Regions from separate parts of the Sus scrofa genome. Here region 1 is linked to region 2. The links are chromatin contacts, called in public Hi-C maps. All regions are on one chromosome and are shown on one strand. Each heading gives the region's core, a stretch centred on a gene start, on an enhancer-like site or on the middle of the called end of the contact. The rest is flanking DNA. Distances are from core to core; before and after follow the strand shown.

The links. Hi-C and Micro-C count contacts between places; a contact is called where the count stands out from the background.
Region 1: a contact with region 2 is called in a Hi-C map of skeletal muscle, with 2.8 times the contacts expected there. The contact joins two enhancer-like sites. A contact is called at or near these places in 4 of 47 Hi-C or Micro-C datasets (embryonic fibroblasts, heart right ventricle and skeletal muscle).

What each region holds. Positions count from the first base shown.
Region 1 is chr1:252,184,542-252,188,091 of Sscrofa11.1, reverse strand. No RefSeq gene overlaps it. Among named protein-coding and RNA genes, the nearest start is that of KIAA0368, 140 kb to the left of the region's middle. Within about 2 kb of position 2,206, at least 13 of the 83 cell types and tissues checked have an H3K27ac peak or open chromatin away from gene starts, as enhancers often do. A contact at or near this core is called in skeletal muscle, where this site is marked.
Region 2 is chr1:251,925,595-251,929,480 of Sscrofa11.1, reverse strand. All of the region lies in intron 1 of LPAR1 (lysophosphatidic acid receptor 1), which reads left to right. Among named protein-coding and RNA genes, the nearest start is that of LPAR1, 51 kb to the left of the region's middle. Within about 2 kb of position 1,285, at least 18 of the 83 cell types and tissues checked have an H3K27ac peak or open chromatin away from gene starts, as enhancers often do. A contact at or near this core is called in skeletal muscle, where this site is marked.

The DNA.
Region 1 (3,550 bases), core at 957-3,456, 260 kb before region 2:
CAGCTCTCAGACGTCAGCAGGGATTGCCTTGACTGAGGACAGCTGTCTTGCCAAGGTCCTAAGAGGGAACATCCATCCTGCACTCCCACGTTCAGATCTTTATTCTCTGCTAGAGTTCTTATCCCTCTGTATTTGAATACTATTTTTTTTTTTTTCATCTTTTGCCATTTCTTGGGCCGCTCCCACAGCACATGGAGGTTCCCAGGCTAGGGGTCGATTTGGAGCTGTAGCCACCGGCCTACGCCAGAGACACAGCAAGGGATCCGAGCCTCTTTCCAGGTGATCACAGTCAATGACTGCTCAATAGCAGGTTCTAAAAGTCCAGCCCTCTTACCCCTAAGTTAGGATGGTTCTGAAGGATAATTCAGCTCTTGGAACTCCTCGGAGAATCAGGTAAGGCTTCTCTTGATATTGTATCACCCCAACTTCTGCTCTTCCCCAGGTGTTTAACCTCAGAGCACTCCCTAGTAAACTTTTTTACATACTAACCTCCGTTGTCAGAGACAACTCGTGTTAGTCTGAAAACTGCTAAAAGTCTTTCAATATCATGCCTTGTGGTTTTATGATGTAGGGCATATATACACACACAAGTAAGAATTCTGTGAAGACACATGGGTGTACTTACCTGCTCCCTCCCTCCCTTGTTTTGGAGAACAGAATGATGAATGTAATAGTCAAATGAGACTGACTTCATTAAAATGTATTTCCGAAGCAGTGCGTGGAAGGAATACTTGTGAAAAAATCAAACCTTTTGAAAACATCAAATCTGCTAAATAGTCAACTTCAGGGGAATTGCCTACAGTGAAAATTATACAGTGGGTTTTGATATTAATTTACAACTGGTGTGTCACTGTGAGAGTTTTTCCATATTCTATCAGGCCTAGATTTCTTTTCGCAAATAATTTAGGTTCTATTGATCTTTTTCCATAGAGTGGACATGATGAAGCTTTTATCTATTTATTTATTTTTGTCTCTTTAGGGCTGCACCCATGGCATATGCAGGTCCCCAGGCTAGGGGTCGAATTGGAGCTGTAGCTGCCAGCTTACGCCACAGGCACAGCAACGCAGGATCTGAGCCGCATTTGCGGCCTACACCCATAGCTCACTGCAATGCTGGATCCTTATCCCACTGAGTGAGGCTGGGGATCGAACCCGCCTCCTCATGGGTACTAGTGGGGTTTGTTAACTGCTGAGCCATGACAAGAACTCCTGGTGAAGCTTTATTGGCATGGCATGTCATTTTTGAGGACATTGAGATAGAGTACCAGCCAAGGAAGATTTCCTCTAAATGGTGAAAGGAATGTTAAAGATAATAGTATTCAGGAGTTCCCGTCGTGGCTCAGTGGTTAACGAATCCGACTAGGAACCATGAGGTTTCGGGTTCGACCCCTGGCCTTGCTCAGTGGGTTAGGGATCCAGCGTTGCTGTGAGCTGTGGTGTAGATCGCAGACGAGGCTCGGATCCCTTGCTGTGTCTCTGGCGTAGGCCGGTGGCTACAGCTCCGATTCGACCCCTAGCCTGGGAGCCTCCATATGCTGTGGGAGCAGCCCAAGAAATGGCAAAAGATGAAAAAAAAATAGTATTCAAATACAGAGGGATAAGAACTCTAGCAGAGAATAAAGATCTGAGCGTGGGACTGCAGGATGGATGTTCCCTCTTAGGACATCAGTTGCGTCCAGCAGGAAGGGTCTGTTTCTCCTCCTTCTTCTGTCTCCTTTCAAAATGCATATTTGTATTTTGGATTATCTCTTTCCATGTGTTTTGATGCTCTTTCTACCTGAATCTGATCTTCTTAATGCCCTATTGTTAGTTGAAAGTAACCTATGTCTCTTGTTGAAATAATTAGTTTCACCTGAAAAGGCAAATGCCTTGATTGTTTGACAAGATAAATTTATTGACTTTTTTTTTTTTTTTTTTTTTTTGCCACAAAAAGTTCCCGGGTTAGGGATTGAACCCAGCCACAGCAGTGACCTGAGCCACAGCAGTGACAACACCGGGTCCTTAACTGCTAGGCCACCAGAGGACTCCTGTGAATGTCTTTTGATTGGCTTTTTTCAACTCGATTTATTTTGAATCTTGGGCTCATGCTAATTTTTATAGGCACACTAGGGGGCACTGTTGAGTTATAAATAGCCCAATAGTGTTTGCCTGGTTTCTATTAATGCTGAACTTGCAACTCCTTTCATTGATGTCAGTATTTCACCTTCTGTGCTAGCAGTAGGATATGAAAAAGATGTGGCTATTTGCTTCCAGTGTAGAAAAAATAACAATGACTTAGAACAGTGCTTGTTGAAAGTTAAGGAAGAAAAATGCATACTTGTGAAGGAGTACAATTTTTTTTTCTTTTGACATTTTTTGGGTTAGAAATTCACATTAGCGATACAGCCAGTATACAAACCACAGTTGTAGCAACCAGAGAAAGAAACAGGATATGACTGCCTTTGTAAGATGCTCATAATATTCCCAGGGAGGCAGGGGAAAACTCCATTCATCTGCACTTTATTCAGAATGTTCTTTTCTTTTACTTGTCATTTTGGAATGGATTTAACTGTTGCTAAAAAGTTACAGGAACAGCAGCCTTAGAGCTAGAAATCATCTGTTTCTTCACAAAACAAGTTCACCCCAGATCAGCCATGTGACCTGCCCCAGCGGTGCCCAGCCCTCTGACCTGGGTCTTGGTGAAACAGCGTCCCTTTGGGGACTGAAAAAGAATTCATATTCTAAGTCCCTCATGCTATTTCTCTCAAGTTTGCTGCTGCTAGAATGTTGAGTGCTTTTTCCTTTTAAACTAGATACCGAGAAGTAAAACTAAAAGCCCAAATCCATTCAGCAGAGAATTCAGTGTACAGATTTGGGTTAAAATAAGCCACAAATATTTGAGCAGTATCATGATATACATTGCAGTGAATGAAAGAGTGGGTTAGGGTGATTTGAGTTTTCTCATTGGTAAGAGATAGAGTAGTTATGTGCCCATTTAAATTGTTTTCAATATTATTCAAGCCAATCTCAGAAGACTCAAATTTTTTTTTTTTTTGCCTTTTCAGGGCCACACCTGTGGTATATGGAGTTTCCCAGGCTAGGGGTCTAATCAGAGCAGATGCTGGCCTATGCCATAGCCACAGCAAGGCAGGATCCGAGCCGTGTCTGCAACCTACACCACAGCTTGTGGCAATGCTGGATCCTTAACCTTCTGAGCGAGGCCAGGGATCGAACCCTCAATCTCATGGTTCCTAGTCGGATTCATTTCCGCTGCGCCATGATGGGAACTCCAGAAGGGTCTTAATTTAAAACATTTTTGTGTGCGTGTTAATAGAATCAGGCATAAGTCTTTTTTTTTCTCCCATCAACACTTAATATAGTTATATCAGTTTACAAATATTTTAGGAAAGATGTGCTTTCAATGATTTCCATTAAAAAGCATTTACTGGAGTTCCCCTTGTGGCGCAGCAGAAACGAATCCGACTAGGAACCATGAGATTGAGGGTTTGATCCCTGGCCTCGCTCAGTGGGTTAAGGATCCAGTGTTGCAGTGAGCTGTGGTGTAGGTTGC
Region 2 (3,886 bases), core at 36-2,535:
TGAACTTAGTGGGAAAGATTTCAGCCTTTTATCACTGAGTATGATGTCAGCTGTCTGTCTGTCATATATAGGTTGAGGTACATTCCTTCTCTACCCAGTTTGAGTTTTTATCATGCACGTATGTTGAATTTTGACAAATGCTTTTCTATATCTACTGAGAGGATAGTATTTCTTTTTTCTTTTTTCTTTTTCTTTTTGCTTTTAAGGGTTGTACCTGTGGCATATGCAAGTTCCTAGGCTAGGTGTCATATCAGAGCTGCAGCTGCTGACCTATGCCATAGCCATAGCAACACCAGATCCAAGCTGCATCTGCGACCTGCACCACAGCTCACAGCAATGCCGGATCCTTAACCCACTGAGCAAGGCCAGGGATTGAACTCACATCCTCATGGATACTAGTCGGTTTCTTAACCTGCCGAGCCACAGTGGAAAAAATTCCAAGCATTGTATAATTTTTATCCTGTATTCTATTAATGTTATATATCATAGTGATTAATTTTCTCATGTTGACCCATTCTTGTATCCCAGAGGTAAATCCTACCTGATTGTGGTGTTTGATCTTTTTAATGTGTTGTTGAATTTGGCTTGCTAGAATTGAGAATCCTGTAGTTTTCGTGTAGTGTCCTTCTTTGGCTTTGGTATCAGGGTAATGCTAACCTTGTAAAATGAGATTTGGGGTGTTTTCTTCTCTACAATTTTTTCAGAGTTTGAGAAAGATTGGTATTTTCAGAGTTTGAGAAAGATTGGTATTGTCTTGAAATGTTTGGTAGAATTCACCAGTGAAACCTTCTGGTCTTAGTCTTTCCTTATGGGAGAATTTTGTCTACTTTTGAAAAAATCTCCTTACTCATTATTGGTCTGTTCAGTGTTTCTGTTCATGATTCTGTCTTGGTAGGTTGAATGTTTTTAGGAATTTATCCATTTCTTCTAGATTATCCAATTTGTTGGCATACAGTCATTTGTAGTCATGCCTCTTGTTCTTTTGTAACTAGTTGTAACCTGGCTGAAACTTGTTTGGAGATAGATAAGGTCCAGAAACAAAGTAATTGATGGAATAACTGCCTTTGCTTTGAAACGAGCTTCTTGTTTGGAGCTCCTTTCCTAGTTCTGGGCCACATTTCCTTATGTCTCTTCCGTGCGATGGGTGTACTGCCATCACCAGTCGCCTGGCTGTGAAAGAGTTAATGGTTCCCAGTACCAGCCACTGACATAGGCAGTAGGGGAAATCTGGCTCACTTTGTTTCAAAATACACCATACCTCAAATAAGTACAAACAGCTGCAGTGCAGGATCGGGGCCAAAAGAAATCCGTGTGGTGCTCTGAACTCCACCCTAGAAGAGTTGATGTAACACGGATCTGAGGTCGGGCTCTAAAACGAAACCATCAGGCCCCAGGAGACGAGTTGAGTCCTTGCCTGGCATTCCCAGTCACCTCCACAACCACCCGTCAGAGAAACTGGCGTGGTTCAAGGTGACCTTGCTCTTTGCCCTGTGGACTCACTTTTTCTGCCATGGGCCAAACACCCTCCATCGAGTTTCTCAGAACCCAGAACTACCGTAGTGTGACATGAAGATGTCGTGGAACCCAAAAGATTTATAGATATGTTAGCAGTTCATTTTATTTCCCTGTCTTGCCCTAAAACAGCCATCATGCTCGCTCTGGCCCTACAGCACACTCTCCTTTTCAAGCCCTAAGAAAGTGTTGGTCAGGCAGAAACTGCTGCCACTGAGTCTGGTTATTTCTTCACCTCTCAGATTTTTTAGGTAATGTCAGTTTATCAAAACATTTTTTTGGAGTTCCCGTCATGGTGCAGCGGAAACAAATCTGACTAGGAACCACGAGGTTTCGGTTTCGATCCCTGGCCTGGCTCAGTGGGTTAAGGATCCGGCATTGCTGTGAGCTGTGCTGTAGGTCGCAGATGTGGCTCGAATCTGGCATTGCTGTGGCTGTGGGGTAGGCTGGTGGCTACAGCTCCGATTTGGCCCCTAGCCTGGGAACCTCCATATGCCATAGGTGTGGCCCTAAAAGGACAAAAGACCAAAAAAAAAAAAAAAGTTTTTTTTTTTTTTTTTTTCCCCTGAGTCCCTTTATATCAGAATTCCCTTTTCATGTTATAGTGCCTTTCTGCTCTTTGGAATGACTGTATAATTCCTTTCATACGAGTTTCTGTATGACACTTCATTCTCTTCATATTTGGGTTTTTCCTGTAATTTTTTTAGACATGCAGGACAGTATCTTTCGGGCTGATGGTTGGATGGCTAGAGGTCTCTCAAGTGGCACCTCACCACTGTTTCAGGTCTCCAATTGGTTTCTAGGTCACATCTCGGGCAGAGGGGCTTTGTGGCTACTTTGTGGTTTTATTATCTCTTCACAGTTTATAAAAAAAAAAAAAGGCTTCTTTTCCTTTCCATTTTCTGCTGCTTTGGTGATAAGCAGTGTCACCCATCATTTCAAGAGATGTCCACTGTTACACGTAAAACCCTTTCATAAAAGGAAAACAGGTGTTTCGAACACCACGCAAGTTTGGGAGGGGAGGGAAGGGCTCCTTTTTGGTTATTTGTTATCAGCGTCATATGTGAATAGAGTCCTTTAATTCCCTTTGCTTCACATTGCTGATTTCCTCAACAAGCGTGATTCATGTTGGAAATGTTACTCACAGCATTGTTCCATCAGGGAACAAGGCCAGCCTTGCCTTCCTGATTTCCTAAGGTGCCAAAAGCACGGTATGTGCATCCTCAGGAAAACGACAGCATTTACGTATCCTCAGCTTAGATGGGACCAGCGCATCCTCTAGCCCAATACGAATCCCACTGTTTGCAAGAGACCCACCCTGTCAAGAGGGACCTCACTGAGGAAGAGCGATGAACATTGTAGTGGGAAAGGGAATAAAATGAAATGCCTCGTTTTTCCCGCGGTGGGTTAGATACTGGGGTTGTATTTAACAGATCTGAGTCCCCTCCCCCCAAACTAGGAGCAGGATGTCTTCAGTCTAGACTTAGACCGTACGCTGATTTTGTTTCTGAAAGCTCTTATCTCTGGTTTAATGAGACGTTCATGAAGGAAACTCGTTTCTTATTTGGCTCTTGAACTCCGAAAGTAAACAAAACTTTCATATTTTTGAATAGCACGTTGTGGGCCAAACAACATCTGGAAGCGATTATGCTCACCAGTTGGTAGAAGAAATTTCATAATCCACCCTCCTCAAAGAACATGGTACCTCGTCACATTTTCCCCACATCCTGGAAACAGAAGAACATCCTAAGATGTTCTTAGGATGCCATTTGTGGGGTACCTGCCCTCTTTGTCTTGCATTGAATGTAAATGTGCGTCTCCGATATGCTAATATGTCGCTAGCTATTGAAAATACAGCAAAATTGGGTGGAGTGATGCTGTTTGGGATCCAGACTTCTCCTTTTTCAAAAGACCTATTTGACGTTTTGGCAACATGCCTCTTCTCCTCTGCCATTTGTCTGAGATTTCTTTTCCTGTCTTCTCTAAAATTAGGCACATGTGTGTCTGGGGTAGTCATGTCATTTGTAACAGTAACTTCTAACCAGATTAAAACAACTTTTTGGAAAAAAAAATGCAGTTTCTTCTTGGGCATGTTGATTCTTTTGGTTCATGGTGACACATGAGCACTGTCTCCTGATGAAACACATTTTATTTGAGAGGATGGGGCTTCTTCTCCTCTTGTCCTTGATCCTGGCTTCCTGCTCCCCACTCCTCCTCCTTTCTCAAACTTACAAAAAAGTATCCAGTACAAGTACGAAAATGCACAGTCAGTTAAGAATGAATTCCTTAACTGATAGGATTCCTTAACCACCCTCAAGATGTTTATAATGTATTTCCTAAACACAAGGACCTTCCCTCTACATGGTCCAAAACA